Linked DNA regions of Mus musculus: all the other regions are linked to region 1. The links are chromatin contacts, called in public Hi-C and promoter capture Hi-C maps. All regions are on one chromosome and are shown on one strand. The core of a region is the stretch at or near the end of the contact, and the rest is flanking DNA. Distances in the headings are between cores, read along the strand shown. Region 1 holds the start of Rassf5 (Ras association (RalGDS/AF-6) domain family member 5). Region 2 has its middle 12 kb from the start of Cd55. Region 3 holds the start of C4bp (complement component 4 binding protein). Region 4 holds the start of Pm20d1 (peptidase M20 domain containing 1). Region 5 holds the start of AA986860 (expressed sequence AA986860).

Region 1 (3,097 bases), core at 271-2,770:
ATGGGCTAGAGTGAGGGTAGTAGTGCTAGCTGCTGCTGTCCAGTGTTGCAGTCTGAAGGAGGCAACAGAGGATGGCCCTTTACCAAAAGATGTGACTGTAATCCATGTCCACAGATGATTGCCGGAAGCTGTCATTGCACTGCGTGCTTCATATGTTCAAAGGAGCTACGTAAACACACGGGTATGAGTATCCTCTGGCAACAGCAGATCCCTGGGTTGGTGGGGAGGAGACTTATACAGGGATACAGACTCACCATTGGCGAGAGGTAATGATAAGCCCTAAAAAGAGCGCAGACTTGCTCAGAAACTCTCTATACTGGTGCCCAGTGTTACAGTAAGATTGGGAGAAGCCAGCAGGCCAGTGGGGATGCCTTGTGGAAGGAAGGAACTGGCGGGGAGCTTAGTGATTTTAGGGCTGGAAGGCGGGTGCAGGGGGACAGGAGGAGGAAGAGGAGGCCACGAGGCACAGTCACACACTGGAGCAGAGTATAGAGCGTTGAGCCAGGTGTGGAGGGCTGAGGAGGCCTCAGGTGCAGGTGACCTTGGCATCTTTCAGCCTCACAGCCTGCTTCCATTCAAAGCCTAACCAGGCTTCCCATGCCAACAGCTCCCTAGGAGGAAGAGCCTGAGAGAACCTGAGGTGACCACCGAGTCATCTCCCCATTAACCCTAATAAGTGTCAAATACTCACTTCGTTGTCAATATCACTACCTCATTTTTAAAACTCACAACTAAAGGAAGAAGAGGGTGTGCGTAAGACACAATGACCTTGTGGAGAGCCATCAGTCCCAACCTACAAACAAGCTTGTTTACGCGCACGGGGGAGAAGGCTCAAACCCGTCTGAGGATACGTAACTGTACACATACAACTACCTCTGGTCAGTGGGCAGCCATTAAAGGATGCCAGGCAGTGACAGCAGCTGTCTCCAAAGGTAACCTGCCTAAAAGTTCGGACTGGCCACAAAAGGCAATGGCCTCCTCTCCCGGGCTCAGAGCCCTTCACCTCGCGCACCTTCCCCGCCCTCACTCACTAGCGCAGCGCAGCGCCTGCCGCAGCACCTCTCGTCCGCACAGGTCACACCAGCCCGGACCGCCCCGCAGCGCCAGTTCCACGAAACGGTGCCCCTCGCCTCTCTCGGCCAAGACGCGGGGATCCTGCGGCTGCTCGAAGATGCTCCTCACGTCGCGGGGTCGGTGTGACCCAGGTCGCAGCCGCAGTCTCGGCTGCAGACCGGGCCGGACAGGGCGAGCGTGTCGGCAGTCTCGGGGCGTGGGTTCGGGGTCCCTCCGGCCACTCCTCCTGCCACCGCGATCCTCTGACGCCCCGGCCGCGGGGATCAGGGCCGTGGGGATGCAGCGGCGCGGCCGGGCGGGAGGTGGCGGCTCGGTGCCACCCAGACTCTGCAGATACCGCGGCGGCTCGGGATCTAGGAGCAGCGGGTAGGGACGTTGCCCGATGGCCGGGGAAGCCATGGCCAAGGCCCGCAGGCGGCGGCAGCTACCGAGCCTGGCCAACAGAAGGGGCGGCTCCGGTCGAGCGCGCTTTTAAAGGGCCCGCAGCCCGCGGGCGGGGCGGGGCGGGGCGGAGCCCACCGAGAGGCCGGAAGGGCAACACGCGTGACTGCGGGTCGGAGCCGCGTGGATTTAGGAGTGACTCGGCGACTAGGCGGTGGTGAAGGTCCGAGCACCCGAGAGGCTTCGCGAGCTCGGTAGGCGCCGGCTCCTGCGCCTGTCTTCAGCTCTGCCCCGTCCCCTCTGGGCGTCTCCCAGGGCGCCCTAACACCGGCGGGGCGGGGAGCAGGTGGGAAGGCAGGGCTTTGGCAACCTGGTGTGGCCCCGGGACAGGAGCTAGCCCGCCGCTGTCAGTAAGGCGGCCCGCGGATTCTCCGAGCTGCCCGTGGGAAGCTGGCTACATCAGCTCTCTCCCTTCTCACCTCTGCTACATAGACTGCCCCTCCCCGAAGACTGGGATTAGAGTGACTGGTGATCCTTGGTGATCCGGTGATCATGAGAGACCTCTCTGTGCCCCATGGGTGGACAGGAACTTTCCTCCCGAATTACGCCCCTCCCCCCTTAGTTGCTGGAGTAATCACTGCGGAAATGAATGCCAATCCCTTACACACCTCCTTTGGTATGGAAGGTCCACCTGAGCAGGGGCGCAGGGTGGAGAAGTCCGCATCCTACCAGCACCAAGGGGTGCGCCATAGGTTCCTGTCTGGCTTAAGGTTATGTCGCCACCATCTTGAAAATCCTAATTCTTAACCCGGCCTATTCTTTTTGCACTGGGTCTTGAAAATTATGTAATGGTAATAACTAGTGGGCCTGTCCACAGTGCCGTCTCAAGGGATAGAGAACAGGTGGGACTGTGGATTTTCGAACCTGTGCCCGGTCGGTCGGTCGTAGGCTAGCAAGGGTCCTGGGCCCTCTACAGGCTGGTTTTGTAGCTGCAGGCGCCTTTGCTCTTTCCAGTTCTGCGGTTCTGACTTAGGCCTAGCTCACATTCCCGCCTCCCCCTGCCCCCCTTAAATTACAGGTTTGATTGATTTAGTGGCAGCCACCAGCAAGCAACTATGGGAATAGAGTCACTGCACCAAATTCAAAAATTCTGTATTTTGGGTCTCAACAAACCACTGGTAGAAATATTGGGGGAGGGGCATGTCTATAGTGAACATGTACACACTCTTTCTCCTTACTTATTAAATAATACTGGATAGCAATGATTCATATACACTTTCACAGTACCGGTGTTTAATATAGGCGGGGTTAAAATGCATAGGTTCTCTCTGCACACAAGCTACCTTATAAAAGGGATGAGAACCCTCAGGTTAGAGTATTGGGAGCAATAATGTATGTATAGAATGTGTGGGGATTCTGAAACCAGACCTGGAATTGTCTATAAATTCGCCTACATTTTAATCTCCAGGGTTCTTTCCCGGCTAGTGATGGGTCTCCCCCTAGTGTCTGGCTGGGGAATCCTCACTTTCACTTTTCCTCTCGAAGGTAAATTTAGGCAATGGCTAAAAGTCCAGTGACCAGGGAATCCCCAGCCTTCCCTGCTCCACAGCCTCTCTCCCCACCCCCACCCCCGCACCCCTCC
Region 2 (3,097 bases), core at 182-2,681, 770 kb before region 1:
AGGTCCACCTGGAACTCCAAGCAGGGTTAGTAGAAACTACACACTACAGTGCTGAGATTGCAGACAATTTTCACCATGCCCTGCTTCCCTCTACATCTTGAAGTTAGTCCTGTCTGGTCCCATCGTCTACTACAGCTGCTCTGATGGAGGCTGTTAATGATGCTTGCATCATGAGTGACCTCATTTCTTGGGTCTAGCAGCAGAGAGGATCCCACTGGTACTTTTCACCTTAATATACTTCCTTCTCAGCAGCACCGTGTGTTTCTGAGTCTAGCTCACTGTCTGTGCCTTTCTAGCCTATTTTATTGCCTCCTATTTGTCTCCATAAATTCCAAACAAAATGCTTGACTTCTCTGTCCCTCAATCTGTCCCTGTTAGACCTAGTGGAGAAACCCCCACACAATTCCCGATTCAGCGTGCACCCAAAAAATCACAAAGGACCATCTCCTAATGTAATTACATGAGGACGTTTAATGACGGAGCTCTGGACCGACATGCATCCCACACAGGAGATAACGGATGTCGGCCACGAGGCTCAAAAGCTAGGGGTTTTTATGGGGTAAGGGGCTTAGGGGTGTGGAATTCAGCATAGCGACACACTATTGGCTTATTCAAACATTAACAGAAAGATTACAGGGCATCAGGACTTTGTTCCTGTGGGCTGGGGGCTTATCTTTGTTCACATAGCAACCAGTTGATGTATGACTTTACCTGGCGTCAAGGGGCAATAGACAGAGGGGAGGTTCCGGCCAGGTGGTGTTGACCCAGACAAGATAGCCCTGCTTGTACAATCAAGCTGTTCTTAGGAATGTCTTAACAACAGCCCTGTCTGTTCTGCTTTGTTCTCGGCCCCAGGCCGGGGCTCATAGACAACTTTTTTTGCATGAATCACAAGATATAAAATCTCATTTTCTTTTATCCCCTTATCCCAACATCTGTTACTCTGATGATATCCAGTCTTATACATTCATATGACATCAAATACTATGAATTCTCAAATCATATATTTAGTCTGCATCACTTTCCTGAATATATAAGACCTGGTTGCTTAGTTGGCAACTTGAGTAGGAGAGATAAAAGATGTTTTAATGCTAGAAAGAGAGAAAAAAAAAAAAACAAAAAAAAAAACCAGAGGTCCAATTTCTTCCTACACCAGTTTCCCGTTTAGTGAATGGCATTCCATCCTCCACTTAGGATGGTTTAGGTCCAGCTCCCAAGGGTCATCTTTTTTACCTCACTTTGTCTCATAATCCACCTAGAAATTTAACAAATATTATACTCTCCTCTCTACCTTCAAATTACAGCTCAAAGTAGACAGGATTCCCCTTTCACAATCTTATGCAAGCAGCCTTCCTTCCTTCCTTTCTAGCCACTGAGAAGGGGAGGTGTCTGCCACTCCCCTTACTCTCACATTCCTGAGGGCAGGTTACTTGGCAGCTGCATATGTGTCCTGGCTTCCTTGCTTTCAGGAAACTCACACACAGTCGCTGACCAGGCCCCATGGTCTCCTTCTCCCTTTCTTTTCTGCCCTCATCTCCCCAGACTCCCCCACCCAGTGTTAACTGGTTTCCTTGTCCTGGCTTTTGAGCTCACAGAACAGAATCCCAAACAGATCAAAGTCCCACTCAGAGTCCGTGACTACTGTTTCATACAGATGTCTCCATGCTTTCTATACATCCCTGAAGACCTTCTTCTTAAATACTTAAGGAAGGCCCTTTTATGCCATTGTGTTTGATATAGAAATGTACCCCACAATTACAGGTCTAGTACCTCCCTTTATATTCATTCCTTCAATGCTTACCACAACTCATAGCTTTTAATAATTTGTTAATTGTGCGTATTCCCACAATTGAGTGTGAACTTCATACACAGAAAGGTTTTTTTTTTTTTTTGTCTTTTGTATTAAATGCAAAACCCCAGACTCCTAGATCAGTGCCCTGTATATAGTATATACTCAATAAATGTTGCTGAATAACTGAATTCATGCACAGATTTTATAACCATAAAACTCCCATTCAAACAACATGCTTATGAATCCTCTTAAAATATTGAAGATTTGGCAACACTGGGCGTATCCTCCCCAGCTAACAGGTACCGGAGAGGGGCTTAGGAGCCATTTCCTTCTAATGCTCACCACCACTTCCTGTTATTCTCACCCAGGTTGACTGAGCGTGACCCGACTCTCCAGTGACACCCAGTCTGGGTCTGTTTGTATCAATGGGAAACAACACCTACTCCTTTCCCCAAAGGTAGTTTTCAAAAAAACAGGAATTGTTTTACTTTATAAAATCGCTTTATTATAACGATCTAAAAAAAAAAAATCAATAAACACACCTAGATTAAGGAAGCCACTCAAGCAAACACTTGCCCAGTCCCAAGTTCTGTCATCTCTAGGAACTTCTCTGCAGTTAGAATTGCCATTCTGAAGTGTCACTAATAGTTACATTTTAATGCACTTGTCCATGTGAAAAAGGAAAAAAGAATTTAAAAAAAATTAAAAAAAAAATACTAAGACACAATTGAAACCAGAAAGACAATGAATGTATATCCTCTTGTGACTCATGGGTCTTTTGCCCGCATTCCTTCCCTTCTTTTGCCTAATTCTCATTCCCTTTCCTAAATGTAATTCCATGTATACACACAGATGTTTGCATATATGAATATGTATATGTTTGTTCCAGTTTTTTTTTTCTTCTGAGTTTGGGTGCCCTTGCTTATCATTATTCTAAGTCCATCCATTTTTCTGCAAAAACTTCCCATTCCTTACAGCTCAGTAATATTCTGTTTTGTATATATACTACATTTTTGTTATCCACTTGTTGATGGACATTTGGTCCATTGCCTTGCTAGTGTAAGCAGAGAGACACTAACCATGGATGTGCAGGTATCTCTGTGATAGGATATGGAGCTCTCTGCGATATTCCCGAGAGTGGACAGCTGGGTCGTGTGGTGGTTCTGCCTTTAAGTTTTTGAAGAATGAAACTCCTTTGTGTGTGCACTGTGCATGCTCAGTTCATCTCTTTTGGTTCTTCTAGGCTGAGCATGCCTGCACCACTTTCTTTCCCTCTAGGAAAGTATGGCTCGGCACATACTGATA
Region 3 (3,097 bases), core at 245-2,744, 580 kb before region 1:
AACACTCCAGGACCCAAAGACTAACTAACAAAACCCTCAATACCAGACATAAGAATCCCTTTTTTGAGTTTTTATCTTGGGCTGTCCAAGAGACTCCCAAGACATACAGCCTCTTGCTATTGCCCTTTGTTATGCCCTAACAGTGAAAGGTAAGTCTCTATTGCTGAAGACACCATACACTTCAGAAACAAGGTCAAGAGATCCCTGAAATGGAACTGATCTGAATGTCCCCTCTCTGGGGACTTAAATGTTACTAGAAGACATTGTGCAAGCTTCCAAAAAAAGGGGAAAGGCAACCAATAGTCCTACCCAGCTCTGATGCCCATGAATGCATCAATGACCAACATGATACAGTAACCCTAAGGGTGTAATAGTGGGACATATTGTTTGAAAGTAACCAGAAACTCTCTAATTGTATTTAAGGCCCATTCAACCATGTCTGTTGCTATAAACCTAGCTAACTAACTACTCAATGCTAGTGAAGTTCCAGTTATTAGAGAATCTACAACTACTAATTTACTAAGCCAGCATAATCTCTAACAACATTCTATAAATATTTATCGTCATACTCACATAGTCTTGAACCCCTCATCAGAAAACACACACACACAAAACAAAAAACAACAACAGAAAAACCCCAACTTCTCTTTGTAACAGAGGCCACCGCAGAAAACTACAACCAATCAAAATGCAGAGTTATGGGTCCCAGTTCTGATGTCTACATCTAAGAAACACTCCTGCACCTGAGAAGAAACTACAGAGGAGGTGGCAGAACGATTGTAGGATCCAAGGGTCCAAGGAATTTACTGTGAAATTGTGTCACCTAGCAACATCAGAAACTGTATCAGAAAAGTCTCACCAACATGACCTCCCAAACATGACCCAAACAAGAACACTGATGAACATACAAAACTAGACAGTGGAATCCCACGAGGCTTTGATTCTACACAAAGAACTATAGGCAACTGAGGAAAGCTGGTAGTAAGAGCTGTGGTATTTCCCATGGAAGATCCACAGCAATTGGTTTCCTAGCGCCAAATTATCAGCCCTGAAAACATACATAAAAGTAACATTATATGGACTGAACAGGTTGTATTTAGGAATAGATGCATGTGATAACAATTAATTTAAAAAAGGAGACTATATTTGAAAGAGAACAAGAAGGGCTGTATGGGAAGATTTGGAGAGAGGAAAAGGAATGGGAAAATGTAATTAAATTGTAATCTCAAAAATAATAAATAGAACACAGAGGAGCACACACTAAAGAACCTGATGACCAGCTTTACCCACAATGCCCCACCCAAGTGCTCAGTAGCCCACTGACCTGCAATAGCAGAGAAAGACTCTGTGGTGGTACTTGGATCTCTACTGTACTAGTTTCTCCCAAGATGAGAGTTGATCATATTATCCTAAAGCTGGCCAGTACTTGCTCCATCAAAAAAGCTTCTGAAGTCTACCCACGCAAGTGATCCTTGCATTCCACCCACACAAGTTTCTGGTTAAGCAGTTGAGTATGACGGACAGGGAGACAGTCTCCTCTGTCCCGGTGAATGATTAACAGACTAGAGCAGCAGTGTTTATTTAATCTCCTTCTCTCCCAGCCCTCATTCTTCATCATGTGTTGGAATTATTTATTTTCTTCTCTGCCAACCATTTCCCCTAAGTTAGAAGGGGACTTGGAATTTGATGCCAGAATTTTCTGTCTTTTCATAATCATAAGAGTTATGCATCACAAAATCCAACCAGCCTAGGAACCTTGAGTTGGAGTTCAGACCCACTCTGACTAAAATGATTCTCTTCCCAGGACTGCAGACCCACTCAGGGACGTTGGATCTGAGGATCTTACTCTTCACTGGTCTCCAGGCATCACCAGGAGCTACAATAGACACAGTATGTGTGTTGTTTATTGAGTTCCTGCTGTGTGCTGACCTGACTGGAACATACTCAGAGCTCCACAGATATTAGCAACTACCACTACCAGGCACCAAAGGATCTCCAGAAGTCAGTCTGACACTCGTCAATATTCAGAAAAATGTAATGAAGAGGCTAATTTATGTGTTTGCGATCACATAAATATACAGATAAAGTCAAGTCCTGAAATGGACCCTTAGTCTGTTAATAATAAGTTTAAAGATTTGTGTGCCCCAAGGATTGCTCTTGGAAAGCACTTCTGGACCAGTGAGATGGCTCTGTGGGTAAATGTGCATGTCATGAAGCCTAAAGACCTGAGTTTTATCCCCAGATTGAACCAATTCGTATATGTTGTCCTCTGACTACCACAAGCATGCCATGCCCCAAATGCCCCTCATATAAATAAATAATTGTAACTCTAAGTAGTAAAAATTAGTTCTTACCAGATGTAGTGTATAATCTTGTAACTGTAGCACTTGGGAGGCTGAGGCAGGAGGATTATGATTTCAAGATTAACCTGGGCTACATAGTAAGATCCTATCTCAGAAACCAAAGGCTGGAAATGCTGTTGGGTGGTAGAGCACTTGTCTGATATGTCCAAAATCCTTGGGTTGGATCAACATAGGGAAAAAAAATTTTTTTGACATCATAATTTATGCTCTGTAATAAACACTAATGGCCTCACAAATTGAGCTCCTCCGTGAAGTTTGACCAAGTTATAAGATTTGGGGTGCACCTTCACTGATAAGCAGAAATTACTGAGAGGAAAATGAGGAGGATATTAGAGGTAAAGAAAGCACAGCCACGTCACAAAGGTAAGAGACTGATTTAATGTGATAAGAGTCCATGTAAAAGCGATCCTATGAAGTCCCGGAAGCTGATTTGGAGGAAATACCGCCCTCAGTTCACTCTTCCAAATATCGTTTATCAGTATCTTCAAGTCCTTTTCCTGCTTTCTACTACGGTAAGCGCAGAGTTCTCTCTCCCAGGGGACTAACTTATCTAAATCACAACAAATTATTTTGCCTTCTATTTTATGAAAACATTGTGCATTAGTTTAATCCGTGTCATTTTTTTTGTCCTGATCAACCCTGATTTAAAGGGTTGATTCTTCTTTTCTAAATTTTTCATCTTGTCTCTTATCCTGAAGTGTTCCTGCCATCTTGCCAAAACTTCAAACTCCTTT
Region 4 (3,097 bases), core at 442-2,941, 550 kb after region 1:
GGGTGGGAGGTGCATGGGCAGGATTATTGCAGAATGCACGCCTGCCACATTTGGATGTAGCCCTTACTAAACTCACTAGAACACATACATGCACACACGAGAGCGTGCACACGCATGTGCACACACACACACCAGACAAAGACTAGTTGGGATAAGAGGTTATCAGTGGATGTGTGTGTGTGTGTGTGTGTGTGAGAGAGAGAGAGAGAGAGAGAGAGAGAGAGAGCGAGAAGAACAGCTTAGGAATAAATTTAATCAAAATATATACATGAATAAAGTGTACTAATGAAACCTGTCTAGAGGGACAGTACTGTGTTTCGTTTTCTCTGTCAATTAAAGAATTAAAAGGAAGATCTATTTTCAGAGTTCTAGTAGGACCATCATATTACACCCGAAAAATCAGAGCCCCTCTTGGGGTTCTTGGTGTCGTTAATAAAAGAATTTGAGAACCATCACAAATGGAAGCTTGAGGACAAAGAATACACTCTAACAGAAACTGGGGGACAGTTTGTTGGACTTTAAAAGGAAAACCCCCAGGGCAGGCAGGCTTAACCCTCAAAGCTTTGGGGAAGGGACCTGTAGCACTGGATTAGTTCTTTTTTTTTAATTGGTTATCTTATTTATTTACATTTTCAAATTTCAAATGTTGCCCCTCCCCTTGCCTGGTCTCCCCTCCCATTGATGCCAGACAAGGTCATCCTCTGCTACATGGGACCTCTGGACCCCTCCATGGCTCTTTAGTTGGTGGTTTAGTCTCTGGGAGCTAAGGGGGGTGGGGTCCAGTTAGTTGATACTGTTGTTCTTCCTATAGGGTTGCGATCCCCTTCAGCTCTTTCAGTCCTTCCCCTAACTCTTCTACTGGGACCCCTGTGCTCAGTCCAATGGTTGACTTTGAGTATCTGCATCTGTATTATTAGTCAGGCATTAGCAGAACCTCTCAGGGGACAGCTATACCAGGTTCCTGTCAGCAAGCGCTTCTTGGCATCAGCAATAGTATCCAGTTTAGTGTCTGCAGATGGGATGGATCCCTAGGTAGGGCAGTCTCTGGATGGCCTTTCCTTCAGTCTCTGCTCCGTTTTTTGTCCCTGTATTTCCTTTAGACAGGAACAATTCTGGATTAAAATTTTTGAGATGGGTGAGTGGCCCCAACCCTCAATTGGGGGCCACGCCTATCTACTGGAGGTGTTCTCTACAGGTTCTATCTCCCTTTTGTTGGATATTTCGGCTAATGTCATATCCATTGGGTCCTGGGAACCTCTCGCTTCCCTGGTGTCTGGGACTTTCTAATGGCTACCTCCAGTTCCCCCACCACCACCACTGCTACATATTTCTATTCATTTTCCCAAGGACACAAGGTCACATCTTGGCATGCTAAGAAAAGGTTCAAAACAGGAGCAAACTCGTCGGGGCTGGTTTGTCAAAGCACTACCTATCAACAGACACACTGTTGCAGTTTATGATGAAATTAAAGCTATAACACACACACACACACACACACACACACACACACACACACCTTTGCTCTCATGTAGTAAATGCCAGAACAAGAGCAGGCTAGTCCTGACCCTTGTCTAGAGGGCAGCAACTCAAGGGCGGGTCGCTCGATTGATTGGTTGGTTGCTGTCCAGGTCAATCAATGATTGGTCAGCAGCGAGTCATGCTTTAGGCTATTAGGTCCAAACTCTAGCCCGACTGGTGGCTTTTGGGGAGAGACATGGCTGAGCTACTTGCTAGCTTGCCCGCCTGGGCAGCTGTGCTCCTTCTCTTTTTCGCTACGGTCTCCGGATCCACTGGCCCTAGAAGCAGGGAAAATCGGGGGGCGTCCCGGATCCCTTCCCAGTTCAGCGAGGAGGAGCGTGTCGCTATAAAAGAGGCGCTGAAAGGTGAACCTCCGCCCCCTTGTTCTCAGATCTGAGTCCCTCAGTCCCAGAGGGCCTACCTCCCTCTGCTGAGGGACGCGGGCGGGCCCAGCCAGCGTTCTGCAAGCTTTCGGGACACTGTGCACTGGTCTAGCACTTGCGTCGGTAATCCCTTGCCTAGCCTAGAGGCTCCAGCTTCTCTCCTCTCAGCACTGTTGGCATCCACCCTACCCCTGTCTGCCTCCAAAAAGTATTTGTAGCACTTTCAACTCTAAATCTTTTAACCTTTTCAATCTCTGCGGTGCCTTAAAACAAAACTGTTTGGCTTCGTTAAATGATCTTCCCCAGGACTCCCTCAAGGACAAAGCTCTGGATAACATTGTAGAGTCAGTAGGACTCGCTGGCTCTGAAGAGAATGAATTATTCCTGGGGTGTATGTAATATGTAAGTAGTTCTCCCCTAAAACGGACTTAACAAGGCAACTAACTCATTGGACTTTCAGGAGAAAAGAGCATTTGTGCAGGCTGGTGGGACGGACGCCTTGTCAACTTCTCTTTTCTGTTCATTAAGTAGTGGATTCATTAAAAAAAAAAACTGCCTACACAAACATATGCAAGTCAACACAGTGATCAAATGCTAACCCTTAGTGGAAGATGGATTGTGCACATAGTGAAGTGAGATGCCTGGGAATAGTTTTCCCAGAGCATTGGGCAAATAGTCCTCTGCAAGCTGGTTGGTTGCCATCATCTGTCTATTTTTCTTCTTCTCTTTCTCTTTCTTTCCTTCTTGTTCTTTCTTCTACTACTTCTTTTTCTTCTTTTTTTTTCCTCCTCCTCCTCCGCCGCCTCTTCCTCCTCCTCCGCTTTTCTTCATCTTCTTCATCTTCTTCTCCCTGTCTCCCTCCCTCCCTCCTCCAAAGTTCTGGGATTACAGCTGTGCACCACCACATTCAGCTATGGTTTCAGACTTTTATCAGAAACACTCAACCTCTATCAACCTTAATCGTCTGTCTCTGACCACTGAATCCCAACAGGTGCCATCCAGATTCCCACAGTGTCTTTCAGCCACGAGGAATCCAACACCACAGCCCTTGCTGAGTTTGGAGAATATATCCGCAAAGGTCAGCTACAAACTAAGGGCTAAGGGTGGCAGACATACACTGGAGACTTTGTCCTTGATGGGCAATAAGGAAATATATTTTGCCATTAATAGAAGACAGTCACCTGCTCTGGGGTTGC
Region 5 (3,097 bases), core at 432-2,931, 510 kb before region 1:
AAGATAATATCACTCTGGGGTACTGGCCTATGAGGAAAAGATGGCCAGAATTTCTCAAAATTAGGGACTCTAAAAACCAGTTTCCTGCCAAAATTCCATGCCAGCTATTCTTGGTGTCTCTACATTAGTGTACTTAAAACTTACATTTCTCTATTCATGAAATTGTTACTACAGAATGGTGGTCTTGCTTCTTGCATCAGGATCTAGAAAACACGTTTCTGGGCATGCCTGTGGACTAGGTTAATTGAGTTGAGCCCCCCACCCACGCACACAAATACTAAATTCCAGCAGGACGATTCCGTGGATGGGACCCTGGATGACCGAGTAAAAAGGAGGAAGTAAGTCGGCCACTGGCCATCTCTGCTTCTTGACTAGGCATACAGTGTGACCAGCTGGCCGGAGCATCTACCACCAGGACCTCCCAGCACGGTGTGCCATTGAACTGAAACCCAAACAAGTCCTTCCTCCTTTACATTGCTTTCACCAGAGCATCCAGTCACAGAATCGGGAACAGTAACTGTGAAGCAAGCTGGGAGTGGACAATCTGGATTAAAATATCTGCTCTACTACTACTTGGGAAATATCAGGCATGTCATTTAACCTCCTGGTGAGGTGTGGGCTGTAAGAATTGGGCAATGCTTCTAAGTTGGAGCAAAAGTTAAATAAGACATAGAAATGCTTAAGGTAATAGCCAGCATACAGCAGGGGCTTAAACTGAGTGGTTCGTGCATGAGGTATTTTGGTTTGGTTTTTCTAATTTTTCTTTTCTTTTTGCTGCTGGCAAGTGATACACCTTTAAAAGTTGAAGGTTACTGGGGATGGCCTATATTCAGCCTATATTCAGGGAAATAGCAGAACTGCTGTCTGGCAAGTGGCCTCTGTACCTGGAGGTGATTTCTTCCAGGAAGCAGGAGGCTCCCTGACCTACTCTTTTCCATAAGCATGCCAGACATTTCCCCTCAAAAGAAGTACTTGCTAGACTGGTTGGCAGCTGACTTTATTTTTGTTTAATATCTATTGCCACCTTCTCGAAGCAGCCAAAAGGGACCAGAGACCCAAATGACAGAGTTCAAGTGCTATATCTCCTTTTTGGCTGATCAAGCTTTTTTTTTTTTTTTTAAATCCGGAAAATACCTCCTATAGGAGAGAGAGAGAGAGAGAGAGAGAGAGAGAGAGAGAGAGAGAGATTAGTTTTATTTCCCCAGAAACAAAAAAGCCAGGACAGTTGTCAGCAAGCTCTGGGGACTGGGTGACTCAGCTACATCCCTAACCTTGAGACCCTTGAAACCTCTTCTGGATATGAAACTGTCAATGACTGAGCAGTTAGAAAAGCTGGTTACAAAATTAGGCACCAGAATGGCAGGCAGTCTGGAGAATACTTTCAGCTTCAAGTGGAGGAAGGCTTGTCTAAACAACAAATCCGGTTCTCAGTGGGCCCATAGAGCGCAGCAGACTGATGCGTTCCTTTCAAGACGGAAAGTCGAGTCCCATTGATCTGCCTCCACCCTGCCAAACTCTCTTTACTCTCCTTCCACTCAGCTCAAACCAGCTCCAGCCTTCTACCACGCCTACCCTTTCTTTGTAGCAGTTCATTGGCTCTCTAAGTAAAGAGGGGGTGGGGTGGGGAGGCGGGGGCAGGAGGTGATTGACCAAGACAGAGAAGCACCTCCTGGCTGATTCCCCTCCTGAGTCCTCCCTGACTGAACAGCTGGAATGAGGAGTAGGGAGGGAAGCTAGGATTGGCTTAGAGTCAGTAGCAGGGTGTGTCCATGCAGCGCGGGTGAAGCTTTTACCTGTCTAGGTAAGTCAGGAGGAGGTCAAAGGAAGAAACCAGTAGGAGACACGGCCTGAGAGGCAAGCGGTCTCCATCTCTGCCCTCTGGAATAGAAGGGCATTACGTTCTTGTCTTCAGACCCCAACCCAGAGAAGGTGAGTCAATCACTAACCAACTATTGCTTATTCTGCAGCAAGGGAAAAGCTTTTAAGGGAAGGCAAAGCTATATATAGGGCTGTGCTGGGGAGTGCTGTAAGAGTGTCTGACCCTTTACACCGGACCTGGGGTTTTCAATCTCTGTTGATCAAATCTCTCCGTTAGCCTGAGATTTTCCAGAATTGGAATATTTTTATGGAGGACCGGGGGACATCTCTTCCGTTTCTTTATTTAACTTACATAATCATATTGAACAAACAGAAGCCAGACCCAGGCATGGTGGTATCCACCCATAATCATAGTACTCTGAAGATGGAGGATGGAAAGTTTGAAGCCAGGCTGCTGGGAAATACAGCAAGTTCCAGGCTAGCCTATCCTACCTGGAAAGACCTGACTCAAAAAAAAAAAAAAAAAAAAAAAAAAAACCAACAACAAAATCCACCTTTTCCTAGAATTTGGAAATTTCCATCTCTAGAGCACTAAGATGAAGTAGTGATTTTGAAAGGGATGGAGTGACTGGATAATTGGAGCACAGGGAGTCAAATGGAGGGGAGGGTCATGTGAGTGAGCCAGGTACCTTAGTTTTCCATTCCATTTGTAAAAGGAAATTCTCCATGGCTCAGTGTCTATCTTTATTTAAATAAGGGGTGCAGTGTGTGTGTTAGTTGATAATGGCGCACTCTGTGCAGATATGTAAAGTCTGAACCGAGCTAGATTATTTGCAAGGAGAATTGAGGCTTGGAAATATGGAGGAAACTCCAACTCCAGCTAGCATTTTATCTTTGGAAAACCCACAAATATTCTAACTCCGATCAAATTTACTCAGGGTCTACTAGCTAGTTAAATCTCTGATTTTACCTGTTGATCGATGTAGACCAAAAAAAAAAAAAAAGTTACTTGGCCATGCTGGGCCTCACCCACATTTTATTTCATCTCAACATACCAAACCTAGCCAGACTTCCAACTGGGGCTCAGGTCAGAGTGATGCGGCAGAGTCCATAGGAGTAGAGGCTTGGGTGGGGCTTATGCTTCGTGTTTCTTCAGATGTCCCTGTGGACACAAAGTGTAGCTGGAGCATCTGTCTAAAGAAGCTGCCACGGAAGTGCAGTCAGGGGAGCAATAAGCTCGCTCCCATCAGCACGGAGGTCAGCACACAGCAGCGAACTT

Evidence for each region. Promoter capture Hi-C pulls out the DNA fragments that hold promoters and counts their contacts. A called contact is a pair of places that touch in the nucleus more often than the background predicts.
Region 2: a Hi-C map of B cells shows a contact between it and region 1, with 7 read pairs. The contact joins the enhancer-like site here to the promoter of Rassf5 in region 1. A contact is called at or near these places in 2 of 39 promoter capture datasets (the C10 cell line and pre-B cells), 1 of 484 Hi-C or Micro-C datasets (B cells) and 1 of 115 datasets of contacts at active chromatin or transcription factors (large pre-B cells).
Region 3: a promoter capture Hi-C map of pre-B cells shows a contact between it and region 1, with 2.7 times the contacts expected there. The contact joins the promoter of C4bp here to the promoter of Rassf5 in region 1. A contact is called at or near these places in 2 of 39 promoter capture datasets (cranial neural crest and pre-B cells) and 1 of 115 datasets of contacts at active chromatin or transcription factors (pancreatic cancer cells).
Region 4: a promoter capture Hi-C map of liver shows a contact between it and region 1, with 2.6 times the contacts expected there. The contact joins the promoter of Pm20d1 here to the promoter of Rassf5 in region 1. A contact is called at or near these places in 3 of 39 promoter capture datasets (cranial neural crest, embryonic stem cells and liver).
Region 5: a contact with region 1 is called in a promoter capture Hi-C map of 3T3-L1-derived adipocytes, with 2.5 times the contacts expected there. The contact joins the promoter of AA986860 here to the promoter of Rassf5 in region 1. A contact is called at or near these places in 13 of 39 promoter capture datasets (the 3T3-L1 cell line, 3T3-L1-derived adipocytes, the C10 cell line and 7 more), 5 of 484 Hi-C or Micro-C datasets (cerebellum and embryonic stem cells), 1 of 115 datasets of contacts at active chromatin or transcription factors (large pre-B cells) and 1 of 9 other capture datasets (adipose tissue).

The regions. Positions count from the first base shown.
Region 1 is chr1:131,243,658-131,246,754 of GRCm38.p6, forward strand. Rassf5 (Ras association (RalGDS/AF-6) domain family member 5) reads right to left here and starts at 1,521. Exons shown (of 6, transcript NM_018750.4): 1 at 1,032-1,521. The coding sequence starts at 1,473. It overlaps Gm28913 (a long non-coding RNA gene), which reads left to right and starts at 1,433. Exons shown (of 3, transcript XR_878525.3): 1 at 1,433-1,709.
Region 2 is chr1:130,473,005-130,476,101 of GRCm38.p6, forward strand. No RefSeq gene overlaps it. Among named protein-coding and RNA genes, the nearest start is that of Cd55, 12 kb to the left of the region's middle. Within about 2 kb of position 1,432, at least 80 of the 459 cell types and tissues checked have an H3K27ac peak or open chromatin away from gene starts, as enhancers often do. A contact at or near this core is called in B cells, where this site is marked.
Region 3 is chr1:130,660,124-130,663,220 of GRCm38.p6, forward strand. It overlaps C4bp (complement component 4 binding protein), which reads right to left and starts at 1,495. Exons shown (of 10, transcript NM_007576.3): 1 at 1,325-1,495.
Region 4 is chr1:131,795,704-131,798,800 of GRCm38.p6, forward strand. It overlaps Pm20d1 (peptidase M20 domain containing 1), which reads left to right and starts at 1,692. Exons shown (of 13, transcript NM_178079.3): 1 at 1,692-1,883; 2 at 2,893-2,979. The coding sequence starts at 1,715.
Region 5 is chr1:130,730,295-130,733,391 of GRCm38.p6, forward strand. AA986860 (expressed sequence AA986860) reads left to right here and starts at 1,682. Exons shown (of 4, transcript NM_177604.3): 1 at 1,682-1,929.